Linked DNA regions of Sus scrofa: all the other regions are linked to region 1. The links are chromatin contacts, called in public promoter capture Hi-C maps. All regions are on one chromosome and are shown on one strand. Each heading gives the region's core, a stretch centred on a gene start, on an enhancer-like site or on the middle of the called end of the contact. The rest is flanking DNA. Distances are from core to core; before and after follow the strand shown.

What was found. Promoter capture Hi-C pulls out the DNA fragments that hold promoters and counts their contacts.
Region 2: a promoter capture Hi-C map of fetal liver shows a contact between it and region 1, with 4 times the contacts expected there. The contact joins the promoter of TTLL4 here to the promoter of TMBIM1 in region 1. A contact is called at or near these places in 1 of 5 promoter capture datasets (fetal liver), 1 of 47 Hi-C or Micro-C datasets (skeletal muscle) and 1 of 2 datasets of contacts at active chromatin or transcription factors (alveolar macrophages).
Region 3: a contact with region 1 is called in a promoter capture Hi-C map of fetal liver, with 4 times the contacts expected there. The contact joins the promoter of PRKAG3 here to the promoter of TMBIM1 in region 1. A contact is called at or near these places in 1 of 5 promoter capture datasets (fetal liver) and 1 of 2 datasets of contacts at active chromatin or transcription factors (skeletal muscle).

What each region holds. Positions count from the first base shown.
Region 1 is chr15:120,361,458-120,366,389 of Sscrofa11.1, reverse strand. TMBIM1 (protein lifeguard 3) reads left to right here and starts at 1,335. Exons shown (of 12, transcript XM_021076202.1): 1 at 1,335-1,455. The region is part of intron 2 of PNKD (probable hydrolase PNKD); the gene reads right to left.
Region 2 is chr15:120,746,936-120,751,659 of Sscrofa11.1, reverse strand. It overlaps TTLL4 (tubulin polyglutamylase TTLL4), which reads right to left and starts at 3,123. Exons shown (of 22, transcript XM_021076484.1): 1 at 2,237-3,123. STK36 (serine/threonine-protein kinase 36) reads right to left here. Exons shown (of 28, transcript XM_021076483.1): 28 at 3,828-4,205. The coding sequence ends at 4,062. It overlaps LOC106506368 (a long non-coding RNA gene), which reads left to right. Exons shown (of 3, transcript XR_001301625.2): 2 at 3,122-3,312; 3 at 4,399-4,724.
Region 3 is chr15:120,863,255-120,868,006 of Sscrofa11.1, reverse strand. It overlaps PRKAG3 (protein kinase, AMP-activated, gamma 3 non-catalytic subunit), which reads left to right and starts at 1,699. Exons shown (of 13, transcript NM_214077.1): 1 at 1,699-1,806; 2 at 2,108-2,147; 3 at 2,625-2,780; 4 at 3,141-3,544; 5 at 4,434-4,515. The coding sequence starts at 1,699.

The DNA.
Region 1 (4,932 bases), core at 86-2,585:
CCCCTGGATATAATAATGTAAAGAAAAGTGCTTATTGGAGTTCCCATCGTGGTGCAGCGGAAAGGAATCTGACTAGGAACCATGAGGTTGTGGGTTTGATCCCTGGCTTCACTCAGTGGGTTAAGGATCCCGTGTTGCCATTAGCTGTGGTGTAGGTCACAGACAACAGCTCAGATCTGGCTTCAATTAGACCCCTAGACTGGGAACCTCCATATGCTGCAGGAGCAGCCCTAAAAAGGCAAAAGACAAAAAAAAAAAAAAAAAAAAAAGAAGAAAAAAGAAAAAGAGAAAGAAAGAAAGGAAAAGTGCTTACTGATGGGTTTGGAATCAGGAAATGCTCAGGTGGTCCTGGTTGTCTAGCTATGTTTTGTCAGGTCACCACCGACTGCCATTCAAAAAGAAAAAGTGTCAACAGGCTGTGAATGACATTTAGTGACAGTGTGATCTGTAGCTACCAGCCTGAGAAAAGCACCTTAAATAAAGCTGTTCATCTACTGGAAGCCTTGGCGTAATGGAAAAAAAACATGGACTTTGGAACTATGTAAACTCGGCAATGTTTCAAAACTTCCCAGAACTTACTTCCTTATCGGCAACATGGAACGACCAAGTACATCCTGCCATTAGTGGCTGGGAGGGTGGAGAAAGCTCCCAACCCAACGTTGTGCACTGAGAGAAGTTATCCACATCCCAGGATTTCTGACCCTAAATCACCTGCTTTCCTGGTTGAAGAAACTTCAGGCAGGCAATGCCATGGTTCCCAGGGCCAGAGAATCTAAGTTCCGTCCATCTCTACATTTGGACATTTGAAGTTTTTATACTTGAAAAGCACATTTGGCTTAAAAACATGAAATTGTCAACAATGTTCATCATGATTTATGTCTAATAATGAGAAAATGGGAAACAACTTAAATGTCCTTAAAAGTAGGAAACCGATTTTATAAATGGGCATAACTATGTGATAGAATACTTTGAGGCGTTAAAACTATGCTTCTGAAGAATACTTAGTGACAAGAAAAATGTTCATGATAAAATGTGAAATAAAAGATAAGCAACAAAGATTGTGCAATAGGACCCCACTCCAGAAAAACAAGTGATACACAGAGCTATATAAGCAAAGAAACACTAAAATGCAAGCGCTTGCCGCTGGCATTCAGGAGGAGTGGAACAAAATCAACTATACTTTAAGAAAATGCATTTTTGTGTTTTGAATTTCCAACAAGGATCATATGCTGCCTTAAAATGCGAAACCTCTAAAGTTCTTGCGGGGAGGAGCACGACCCGGGAGGACGCAGGCGGGACCCGGGGCGGACCCCAGCGCCCCCTGGCGGCACCCCGAGGCCACGCCCCAGGGGCCGGCGCGTCGGGGCGGGGCGCGGAGACCCAGCCCAGCCCAGGCCTGCGCGGGTGGTGCCGGACTCGCGACGCCGGGAGGTCGGGAACGCACAGTCGAGAGCGGTAGGCAAGCCAGGGGGCTCGGGACCGGCGGGAATGGGGCACCGCGGGCCGGCGGGGAGCGGGCCGGGGCTGAGGCGGCCCTGGGACGGGGCCCCAAACTTTCTCGGAGTGCGTGGAGGGCGGGAGTGGGGCTCTGTCGCCCTCACCTTTGGCGTTTCGATTTCCCTGTGCGTCCCGGGCGGGCGAGTGACGCCTGCTTAGCTTGGGGAGCCGAGCTGCGGGTTGTGCGCACAGGTGATCGTGGCCGGGGTCTGAGGGTGTCCTGTCCCCCGCTTCTTGGCGCGTGTCTATCGCAGGGCGTGGCCACCGCGCCAGCCCCAGGGTGGCCAGCTGTGCGCGGGATAAAGGCTCTCTGGGCCCTGGGCTGGTGAGAGGGGGAGGGGAGGCCGCCCAGGGCCCCTGCCCCGGCCTCTGCTTGGCTCTGCCCGCCCCCGGTGCCAGCTGTGGTGTCCACTGGTGACCGAGTATTTGAGTGCGTGGGGAACCGGGTGGAAGTGAAAGCCGTGAGCAGCCCACATCCTTGGCGTGAGGAAGACGCCACCTCTGTCAGGACGACTTTGCCTCAGCCGGCCCACTTCTAACCTCCGCCCCCAAGCTGGGTTCACAAAGTACTATCTTCCTCGTGGCCTCTTTGGGTTGGAGCAAAACAAACAGGAAAAGAGAGGGGAAAACGGTGGAGCCAGGGGACAGTGGCAGGAAAAGTAGAGGAGGGCTGCTGGGAAGCTGGGCCCCAATCTTGTGGGTTCTGCACCAGCTTCTGTTCTCTGGGGCACCATCCCCTCTCCGGCCAGGGTGGCCTCTGTGTGGTATCCAGGGATTGGAGTTCCTCCTGAGAAACCTGGACATGGGATGGGGAGGGATGGGTAGCCTGGGAACCAGGGTCAGAGCCAGATGTCATGGAAGGTCCCTGGGGTGTCCAGTTCTCGGGGCTCTGAAATATTCATCTCACTGGTGAGCTTTGGTTTCAGTGCTGGCGCCTTTGGCTTGGCCAGTGGTGGCAGGAGAGCCAGGCCCTTCCTTGAGGCTAATATGTCTGAGGCAAGGGGGCAGCCATACTTCCTCCTCACCTGCCTGCTCTCTTGGTCTCTCCAACCATGAGGACCCAGAGACCCGGTTTATAACTTAGAAAGAAGTAGTGGGACCACACAGGGTCAAGGGCCCTGACTTCCTGCCTTCTTGTGCTATGACCTCAGGGCCTCACCTGTAAAAACAGCACGTCAGAGAGGTAATGACAGGGGTGCACCTTAAGTCTGGAGAGAACCTCATATCCTGAGCTGGGTAATAGCCACCTTAGCTCAGCCTCTGCCCATGGAAGAGCGCTTCCATCCCCCAAACTTGTCATCTCTTCAGACCAAGCAGAAGCCCCAGGGAAGGGACACACGCTGTGTGTTTTCAGAGGGGGCTGCCCAGGAAGGGCCAGAGTGTGGAAGCTCATACAGCTCCCTGAGAGGAAGGCCTCTGCTAACCCTGATGCGGCCTTTCTGGAGTATTCTGTTGGGAACCCTATAGAGAGGATGGCCTTGACCACATCTTCCAACACGAAGATTCTGGGGTTCTAGGCCAAAACCTGGGTCTTATTTTGAAGTAGGAATGATACCCAGAAGTCCACAGTGCTGGGTACCTCAAGGGTACTCAGTGCATTGGTCAGGGAGGAAGAGAATGAGTCCTTATTCTTGTAGATAATGATTGGTATTCTTCCCTCTTACATAAAGGTGATGTCAGGGGATGGCAGCCTCCTGGTTCTATGCTGCTTGGAGATGTCCCCCAGCCCTTGGCAGTGAGTCCCACGTTGGAGGTTATCACAGCAGCTGTCTGGGGGTGGGATGGGGAGAACCCCTGAAGAGAGAGTGGCTGGGTGTGAGGGGCTGGGTATTAGGGCAGGGGTTTTACCCTATGAAGAGTTGGGTCGTGAATCATTGCAGGTCTACCTGTAAAACAAAGGTGGCCTGGTCAGCCACCCACAGGATGGTAGTTAGGTGTGTCCTGATGCAGATGTTTCAGGCTTAAGGAAGTTTGAGGGAATAAAGCTGAACAGGTTTGCTCCCAGCAGAACTTCTCAGAGCCTTCCCCTGCCATTGTGCCTTGTACATTTCCAAAAGGCGCTATGGATTGTATTTCAGACTTATCTGTTTCTGAGCTCATCCATTGCCATCTCCCGGGGCAGTGTTCTTTACCGCAGTCCAGGAAATGCCTGGCTGAATGATTCGAGCTTCCCACTCTGTTTCTAGTATCGAGTCTCCCTTCCTCTCCCTGAATGAGGCTGATTTGAGGGAAAAGGAGGCCATGGGAGGTCATTTGCCTGGATTCCCACAACTAGTTAGTGGCAGTATTAGAACCTGAACCCCAATCTCTTGACTTCCTCCCGCTTAGTCTTTCTTGTCTGCCGTGTGCCGCTGTTTCTCTGAAGGCTCGGGGGGATGAGTGAGACCCAGGGCAATAGGGGGGCAGTGTGGGACAATAGGGGGGCAGTGTAGAAGGAGAGGAAGTCATGACCAGTCCCACACCCAGATCCTGCCCTGTGCCTGTGCCTCTGTAGCCATCCATCCTCCAGACCAGTGTCACATCAGTGGTGACTTTGGCAGAGATTCTTTTTTTTGTTTTTTTGTTTTTGTCTTTTTGTCTTTTAGGGCCGCACCCGCGGCACATGGAGGTTCCCAGACTAGGGGTGGAATCGGAGCTATGGAGGTTCCCAGGCTAGGGGTCGAATCAGAGCTGTAGCCACCGGCCTACACTACAGCCACAGCAATGCCAGATCCAAGCCACGCCTGCGACCTACGCCACAGCTCACAAGCAACACCGGATCCTTAACCTACTGAGCAAGGCCAGGGATCGAACCTGCAACCTCATGGTTCCTAGTCGGATTCGTTTCCGCTGCACCACCATGGGAACTCCCCCTTGCAGAGATTCTTTAGGAAGCAAGTCATTCTGCCCTGAAGCCTTCTGCCCTGGTCTGTTAGGCTGTTCATTCAGAAGCAGAGACAGAGCTGGCATGGGCTTTGATCTTTTGATCTTTCTTCTAACCTAGGGCTCTGGCAAGGACTGACATGCTCAAGGAAAGAGGAATTGGTATCAACGAGAAAAGGTCTTTACTACCTTAGCCCGCCTCAGGTGTTGGCCTAGTCACACTGGCGACTGGTGGGTTCTGGGGCTCCTGTTCCAGGCAGGTGTGAAAGCAGAGGGCACTTTAAAGTCAGATGTCAGATTGGGGTTCAAGCCTGTCTCTGCCGTTCACCTGCTGTGGGACCTCGGATCGAGCTGTCTCTGAATTTTACTTTTCTCATCTGTAGAGTGGGCATAAGGGTATGCGTCTCATAGGGCCCTCGTGGGGAGCAGATGTCCTTGGTACCTGGTAGTAAGGACACAGTCCTGGCGAGTCTAAGCAGTTCTCTTCCTTCCCTGCCCAGCTCAGGGAAAGGTTTGTCTCGCTTCCCCACTGTGGACTGTTAATTATCTGTCTGCCTCTCCTTCTGCTCATCT
Region 2 (4,724 bases), core at 1,874-4,373, 380 kb before region 1:
GAGTTCCCATCATGGCTCAGCAGTTAACAAACCCAACTAGTATCCATGAGGACATAGGTTCAATCCCTGACCTTGCTCAGTGGGTTAAGGATCCAGCGTTGCCGTGAGTTGTGGTGTAGGTCACCAACTCGGCTTGGATATGGCATGGCTATGGCTGTGATGTAGGCTGGCAGCTGTACCTCCGATTTGACCCCTAGCCTGGGAATCTCCATATGCCATGGGTGCAGCTCTAAAAGGCAAAAAACAAAAACAAACAAAAAAAACCTGGTATAAACAATATTATTGGAACCATTGGCAATATTTGAATATGGGCTGTAGATTAGCTAATAGTAATAAATCCATGTTGAATTTCCAGATTTCATTAATAATACTATGGTCATATAAGTAAATAGCCTTGATTTTTAAAAACAAGTATTTAAAAGTAAAGGGGCATGGTATTTATCATTTACTCTTGAATGGTTCAGAAAAATATGATAAAACCAATTGTGGCAAAATATTAACAGTTAGTAAAGGGTATGTGGGAATTCTTTGTATTCTTCTTACAACTTTTCTTTGAATTTTAAATGATCTCAGAAAAGATGCTTCTTTAAAACTATAGCAAGGACAGAGTTAAAAAGGGAAAAGGCAGAAGCAGTGTGACAAAATGTTGCTAACAGCTGAATTGGTGGCATCAGGGCATGGGGGCTTAGCATGCCATTCTCTCTACTTTTATATGTTTGAAAACTTTGAGCTCCTTCTCCCTTCTCCAAAAGCTGAAATACATAGACACTCATGTGGACACAAAACCAAACATGAGCCCAAATCCTCAAACCTTCCAGACATTCTCCAAATTCCAGGCACTACTCAGACTGTTCACTCCAAATTTTCTCAGCGCTTTGTGATAATTGCTGGATGTGAAACTGTTTACATATTTCTAATTGTTTAGATTGTATTCTCCCAAGGATGTACACATGTTTTCTTATTAGGCTTCCTCATAAAATGATTAACTATTATGTGATACAACACATAGTCTACAAAGTTTGGATGTAAATTTAATTTCTCTACATAAAATTGTTTATGTACCACATAAGATATTTCAAGCTAGAATTTAACAAATTAATTGGAAAAAAAGAATAATTCTTCTATGAGGTAATTTCCCCTAGTTTATCTTTTAGGAAAAAAATGCACATTTAAAAATCCAATAGTGGAGTTCCCGTCATGGCGCAGTGGAAATTAATCCGACTAAGAACCATGAGGTTGCAGGTTTGATCCCTGGCCTCACTTAGTGGGTTAAGGATCCGGTGTTGCCATGAGCTGTGGTGTAGGTCGCAGACACGGCTAGGATCCTGAGTTGCTGTGGCTGTGGCGTAGGCTGGCAGCTACAACTCCAATTAGACCCCTAGCCGGGGAACCTCCATGTGCCGCGGGTATGGCCCTAAAAAAGCAAAAAATAAATAAATAAATAAAACAAAACAAAAAAACAAAAATAATAAAAATACAATACTGTACATATTTGTCTTAATCTAGATTTGATCTAAATGAAGTATGGTGGTTTTGTTAAAAACAAAAACAAAAGTTTTGATTTGTTAGAAATATATACCAAAGTATTTATGGATAACATTATATGTTGCCCGGATTTGTTTTAAAATACTTGAGTAAAAGAAATATAGATATGATAGCTATTAGTTCAGTGAAGAGTTCCCTGAGCTAATCTTTCTCTACTTTTGTGTGCATTTGAAAATTTCCAACTTACAGACTTAACATGTTCAAAACTAAACCTGAATGTTCCCACCCACTAATAATCCACTAATAGTTCCATTTCAGTTAATAGCAGTTTCATTCTTCCAATTGCTCAGGCCACAAACCGTGGAGTTATCCTCGACTGCCTTCTTTTGTTATACCCTGCAATCCAATCAGTCAAGAAAATGGATGTGTTCCATGTTCAAAACACATTCAAAATCCGACTACTTAAAAAAATAAAAATAAAAAAATTAAAAAAACAAGAACAAATCTGACTGCTTCTCAGCACTCCTTGGGTACCACCCCTATCCAGGGTGCCGTTCTCTCTCATGTGGATTCTTACAATCACCTCCTAACTGTCCACCCTCCTTCCCTTCCTCCCCCACTCCTCACCGTCCATTCACAACACCAGAATGAAGAGCCAAAGGCAGATGACAGAACGCCTCTGATCAAAACTCTCCAGTGGATCCCTATTCTCTGTAAAGTACAAGGCCTTTGCCTGGTCCCCAGTACCTACCTTCCTGTCCTCATTTCCTACTATTCTCCCCTTTCGTCAGTTCTTCCATCCAAACTGGCCTCCTCATAGCTTCTGAAACACTCCAGGTACACTCCCATCTCGGGGCCTCTGAAGATCACGCTTCATGCGTCGTGTTTTTCCTCGGAGCTGCATTGCTCTGTTCAAATGTCACCAAGTGAGGCCTACGCTGGCTATCCAGCTCAGCACTCCTCATCCCTCTTTCCCTGTGGTATGTTTCTCCAGAGCTTTTATCACTTTCTTACATACCACAGAGTTCAGTCATTTTAATAAGTTCACTGTTTCCCTGACCAGAAATGGAAACTCCGCGACAAAGAGGCACTGCTTTACCTCCAGTGCCTAGAATAGTATCTGGCATATAGACAGGACTCAATAAATTCGTTGAACTGAAATTAAAAAATCTGGATAGGAGGAAATTGTGATGGACTCTAGAAAAAAATGTTATTTTTAAAAATATAAACACAGTGGGCAATGAAGATGAGGATTAAATAAAATTCCTTTTAAAAATAAGGGCAGCTTACTTAAATTTTCATTTCTAAAACAAATGAAATTGGAAGAAGGATAAAAAGTAGACTCTCTACGTTATAGATGGAGAAATTAGGGCTCCAGGAAGCTTGTCACAGGCCATCCAGTGAGTAAAGGCTTAAGCTTTCCAGTATGGATTATGATTCTATCTAATGGACCTGTCAGCTGCCCCCCTCCCCTTATGGTAAACAGCACAGTCTCCATAAAGAGCCATTCTTCGAAGGCAGCTGGGTTTCCCCATACAGTGGAATGCCACCAAATGTTAAAACTAGTCACTAAGTTGGAAATTTGCAAAGCAATCCAGTTTACCCCTCTCTTTAATCCTATCCTTTCCTATTTCAGCTCCACCGGCCTTGGCTTGGAAGTACCACATGTAGCTCATCTGGGATGGAGGAAGCTGGAAGGCAGGAAAAGATATAAATAAGCTCCCAAACCAGGACCTTCTGTGAATAGGATCCCAGTGCTTCTGGCACCACCCAGCCACTCAGAGGAGCTGAACCTCCTGACCCTTTACCCTGAGAGCTCCACATGGGGTGAGGCACAGCTTTTATTACAAGACTTTATAAAGAGAACTACCAAGGGAAAAAAAAAAAAGGAGGAGGAAGAGGAGTGGGAAGAGGAGCAGTTGGAGGGAGAGGGGTAGAAGAGGAGAAGAAAGAAAGAAGGGGGGAAGGAGGAGAAATAAAAAGAGGGAAGGAGGAGAAATAAAAAGAGGGAAGGAGGAGAAATAAAAAGAAGGAAGGAAGAGAAGGAAAGGAAGGAGAGAAAATACCCTCCCCATCTCCTCACAGACGGGAATATGGGCTACAGGCTGGGGAGCCCTCCACAGCGGGGACTGATGGCATTTATCCCCGTAGCCCAGAGCTGAGGCAGGCTCTGTCTTCTTCACTGTCCTGGGGCCAGTGCACTTAAAGCAAGAACCTGCTGGGACGATCACAGGAGCTCTGGAAGGAAGAGCTCTCTTAGGTAGATGTCTCCCTAAGGTCCAGGAGGCATGTCCCTGGGGTTAAAGGCACATTATTGGAGAAAAGAGCTCTGGAATCTCCTCTGGCACCAATAACAATGAAGTTTACTGGTTGAAAACATCCTGAATCTGGGAAAAGAAGGAGCTTTAGACATAAATCTCTTCTAGGTTCTCATCCTCAAATGAGTTGATTGGCAGCTTATCGCTCTCAGTCGCTTTAGCTCTCAGTTGAGTTGGTGGCTTGTAGAGTAAAAAAAAAGGAAGAGTTGGCAACCGCAGGGCAATGAAGGCTGGAGGGTGGACCCCAGGAATCTGAGATCACGTGCTGTGGGATGGCCTCAGGAGGTGAATTAGTTTCCTGCAGTGTTTGGCAGAGGCAGGCCTGGGACTGCTATGTGGCAGTAACTGATTCCCCAGAGAGAGCAAGGCTAATTTCTCACTGGCTCCCAGGGACACCAGCACCTGTGGGATAGAGAGAGATGACAGAACGTGACATGCAGAGGACTCTCATTTGGCCCAGCCACTCCCACTCCAGAAAAGGAAGAAAAAGAAAATGGGCTCTTGGGACTCAAAATAGGTTGTGGTAGAAAAAGACAGACCTTGGAGACAGGAACCACCATTATCAGAGGTCTCCATCCATTCTCTTTGGTTACAGATCATGATACCAAGGCACCAAAGGACCCAAGCACTTGTCCTCAGGAGGAGGTAATGGATGCAGCAGTGAGAGCAAGCCAAAAGGTGTGATTCCCAGCCATGCATCCAGACCAGTGGGTCTGAACCTCATTACCACAAAGAGTCCTTTTTATTATTTCCCCACAGAGCTTGCTAGAAGATACTATAATACACATCATCACCATCCTGTCATAATTCCTCTTCTACATGAACCACCCAATGCTACCACATCTGAACTATTATAATTTGGAAGTTTAGCTTAATCATAGGTGGACTTATGGTTTTTCACTGGGCCGTTTATATACTGAA
Region 3 (4,752 bases), core at 450-2,949, 500 kb before region 1:
GAGCGGACCAAGAAATAGCAAAAAGACAAAAATAAATAAATAAATAAATAAAATAAAAAAATAAAAGAGGAGCCCCTGATGCTGGTCCTGTGGGTGGAATGTGTCTGAGGTGGAGGGGAGAAAGGGGTATTGCAGGAGAAGGCAGAGGTTGAGCCTGTTCCGTCTCTGGCTTGGCTGTGAAGGTGGTCCCGGGGCAGAAGAAGGTGGGGGGCCTTTGGGATTCAAGGCACAGCATAGCTCTGGTGATGGTAGGCGTGATCTTTCTCCCTTTTGAGGTGTCCCATTGGCTGTGCTTTTTTTTTTTTTTTTTCCTTTTTACGGTGGCACCTGCAGCACCTGGAAGTTCTTAGTCCAGGGCTCGAATCGGAGCTGCAGCTGCAGGCCTACACCATAGCCACAGCAATACCAGATCCAAGCTGCATCTGTGAACTATGCCGCAGCTTGCAGCAACGCTGGATCCTTAACCCACTGGGCAAGGCCAGGGATCGAACCTGCATCCTCATGGATGCTAGTCAAATTCTTAAAGGGCTGAGCCTCAATGGGAACTCCCCATTAGCGATGCTTTTCATGTTCATCACCAGGGAGCAGACAGGCAGAGGCCACAGGGATGCTGCAGAAGAAGAGCTGCATTTGCCCCCTGTACCACCAAAGACACCCACGGACGGCAAGCCCCTTCCCTCTTGTCTCCTCCACCTGCCCCTTAGGCAATATAGGGGCCTTGAGAACTGATGAGAATATGTTCATTACATTCATCGAGAAACCCAGTAACCCGTTACTGAGTGTCTGTCCAGTCCATGGCGAGACTGGGATGGAAGAGCCTGGAAAGAAGAGAGGGAGGGAGGGACAGAGAGGGGAGCTGGAGCAGCTGGGTCAGCGTTACCAATTTGGACAGTGACTCAGGCCCCAGGAATGCCAAGGAAGGGGGGGTGGGCCGCCACGGAGCCTGCTGGGATTCCGTTGGCACCAGGAGACAGAGGGAGAGCGCACACAGTGGGGTGGGGGGCCTGGGGCTCCTGCACACCTGGATCTACCTCTGCAGGTAGAAACAGGTGTCTCTCACACTGTGGACTGGCACAGGCCCCATGCCTTCAAGCCCACTTCATACCTGGAAGGCGATCTCACAACTCCCCGCCTGCCCCAACCATCCCACTCCACCAGAGAGAAGGACGGTCTCCTGGGACTCAGAGGGGGACATCTGGACACACACTGGCCATCCTCCCGGGACCACCCACGAACTCCGCCTCCCCAGCCTCCCAGCTGGCTGCAACTAGCCCTTTCTAACCCCAGTGCCACCCACGACCGGAGTTTGTACAAGGAAGAAAGTTAAGCTCAACTTGCTTGCATTTTCCCTCCTTTGGCGCCTGACAAATGAGAGAGGCCCTCACGGTAGGAACACAGCGGGGGCTCTGAGAGCTCCCCTCCTCCCACCCCAGTTCCAAGCTGCTTCCCCCACAGCAGGATCCTTCTCACCTGTCCTCGGAGACCCAGGAGACAGCCCGGGACCAGGCATCAAGATTCCAGGTGGGCCCCACCCCTCCCCAGGGGCCCCCAGGCTGCTGGGCTGGAGCAGCTGAGCGGGTGGACCCCTTCCACCCTGCTCCCTGCCACCCAATCAGAGAGAACCCGATCCAGGAGGGCAGGGTGCCAGGGGTCGGGCCCAGAATAGTGCTGCCCAGATACAGTGTTGCGCACTCCTCCATGGAGCTTGCCGAGCTAGAGCAGGCACTGCGCAGGGTCCCGGGGTCCCGGGGGGGCTGGGAGCTGGAGCAGCTGAGGCCAGAGGGCAGAGGGCCCACCACTGCGGATGTGCGTACGCGTGCGTGCTTGCATAGCCAGGATTTTCTGTGTATATATATATGAGTGTGAGGGGGTCCGCATGTATATACTCCTTGTGTAAGTGAGTCTGTGCGGTTCTGTGTGTGTCTGAGTGTGTGTGTTTGGGTAGGTAGTGTGCGTTAGTGTTTGGGGCTGGGTGTTTGTGTGTTTGTGTATACATGGGTGGGGGGGTGTTTGTGCGCACCCGTGCCTGTGTGCTGGGAAGGGATTTCCGTGTGGTCCAGAACGTGGGGCGTCTTCCCCACCCCAAAAGTCACTCTTCTCCACACAGACTCCCTCCTGGAGCAGCCTCGGGGGACCTGAGCATCAAGGTAGGTGGGGCTGCCCCTGCTCGCGGGCCCAGGCTCTTCTCCCACCTCCTTTTCTTCCACGTCTTCAGGACCCCAATCTCCCCCACTCCACTCGCCTGGCTCTTGTCTTCCTCTCCTTTGCCTTCTTTGTTCCGCTTTGTTTCTTCTTCCTCCCTCTCCCTCACCTCCTCCCTCTTTCAAAAGAGTAGAGGGGGCATCTATAGAGTCTGGAGATTGGGACTCTCTTGACTTTCTCGCTTACTAGCTGTGTGATTTGTGGCAAATTGCTTCACCTCTCTGAGCTCAGGTCTCTCGTTAGTAAAACAGGGCTGATAGCCATGCCCTTCGGATAAGATTGCCGTGAGGGTTGAATGAGAAATTTGTTGGAGGACAAGCCCTTTGAAGCTTCCCAATATTAAATATTATTATTAGTAACATTTTAATGGAATTTATTGTGTTACTCCCCATTAACCAAACAGGTCCCATTCTCCCTTGCAGAGATGAGCTTCCTAGAGCAAGGAGAGAGCCGTTCATGGCCATCCCGAGCTGTAACCACCAGCTCAGAAAGAAGCCATGGGGACCAGGGGAACAAGGCCTCTAGATGGACAAGGCAGGAGGATGTAGAGGAAGGGGGGCCTCCGGGCCCGAGGGAAGGTGAGTTCAAGGCCAGTTCTGGGGAGCTGGGACTGGGGGCAGTGGGCAGTCCTCAAACCTGGGGCCCGTCTCTGGTCTGGTCCCTCCATAACACAGGCACATAACATCATGCAGCCAGTCTCCCCACAAGGGGGAGGACAACTGCATTGCTGATCCAGGGGTCCAGGGATCCAAGGTGGCCAACTCAGGACAGAGCCACTGTCTTCTCTGTGACTCTCTGAGACTCAGCTCTCTCACCTGCAAAATGGGGCCACAGCATTCAGGCTTCCCAAGGTTGCAATGAGGATGAATGGAGACAGCAGATGAGGAAGTTCTCTGGAAGAGGGAGTTACTGTCCTCTCCCTCCCGCTCCCCGAACAGGTCCCCAGTCCAGGCCAGTTGCTGAGTCCACCGGGCAGGAGGCCACATTCCCCAAGGCCACACCCTTGGCCCAAGCCGCTCCCTTGGCCGAGGTGGACAACCCCCCAACAGAGCGGGACATCCTCCCCTCTGACTGTGCAGCCTCAGCCTCCGACTCCAACACAGACCATCTGGATCTGGGCATAGAGTTCTCAGCCTCGGCGGCGTCGGGGGATGAGCTTGGGCTGGTGGAAGAGAAGCCAGCCCCGTGCCCATCCCCAGAGGTGCTGTTACCCAGGCTGGGCTGGGATGATGAGCTGCAGAAGCCGGGGGCCCAGGTCTACATGCACTTCATGCAGGAGCACACCTGCTACGATGCCATGGCGACCAGCTCCAAACTGGTCATCTTCGACACCATGCTGGAGGTGAGGCCACGCCTCAGCCCCCCCCATCCTCCCCCCCGCCAGGATGCCTTGCCAGCTCTGCCCCCCTCCAAGCCCCTTCCCGAACTCCTTCTGGCATGAATGGAGACCGGGGGAGGGCTTCTGCTCTCTGCACGCACCCCTTAATTGTCATCCCAGCTCTGCAACTCAGTATCCAGAGATAGGAATGCCTGCTTTAGCCTGCGAATTTCAGAGGATTCCTGGGACAAGCCAGGCAATATATGAAAGTCTTTGCAGGGTGGCTTAGGACAAAGAGCAAGGGACTCTTGGTAAGAGAAAAATAGGATGAGCTCTGCTCCCCACTCTTCCCTTAGGTTAAACTATGAAACATTTGGTTCCGTGCTTCTCGCTGTGTGCACTATTTGATTCTAGTGGAATATGAACAAATACATTTCATGTAGTAGCTTTGTATGTTATAATATTAGATATTTTACAATATTAGAAAATTACAGTCAGCAGGTGTAGATAGTCTTGTTTAGGGTGAGGCCCAAATAAGTCAATGTAAAATTTATTTAGGGAAAAATATTTTGTAAATATTATATACATAATTTCACCTCTAGCACTTAACAAAATCGATACTATGTGTGTCTGTACACTTATGACTTTGGAGTAGAAACACTGGGTTGGTTTCCCACACCTTGGAGTGCTTGGGGAGGGGTCACCTCAGCACCTCTGGCCACCAGCAGCCTTAGATCTGGAGCAAATGTGCAGACAAGGATCTCGTGGAGGGCATGCCAGGACGTGGGAGAGGCAGACAGCAGGCTCATGTAGAGGCAGGCCCGGGAGGCGCCCGGTGGAAGAACCCTGGCTGGCAGGGGACCTCTGAGGCGCAGGGAACGATTCACCCTCAACTGTTCTCTCCGGCGCTCAGATCAAGAAGGCCTTCTTTGCTTTGGTGGCCAACGGCGTCCGAGCGGCACCTTTGTGGGACAGCAAGAAGCAGAGCTTCGTGGGTGAGGAGGGGCTGGGGAGGCAGAGGTGGCGGGGAAGGGAATAGGGGAACCTTGTGGGGTGATTCTAGGGCCGAGCTCTGACATACCACAGGCTTGAACCAAGCAGGGGCCTGGCCTGGGGGGCGGAGGGAGCATCTGACCCCGGTCTCCCGGTGGCCAGCTGGGAGATCTCAACTGTAGGAGAGCTGTGACCAGCTGACCCCTCCAGCTCTACTACCCCAAGGTCCCTGTCGCAGG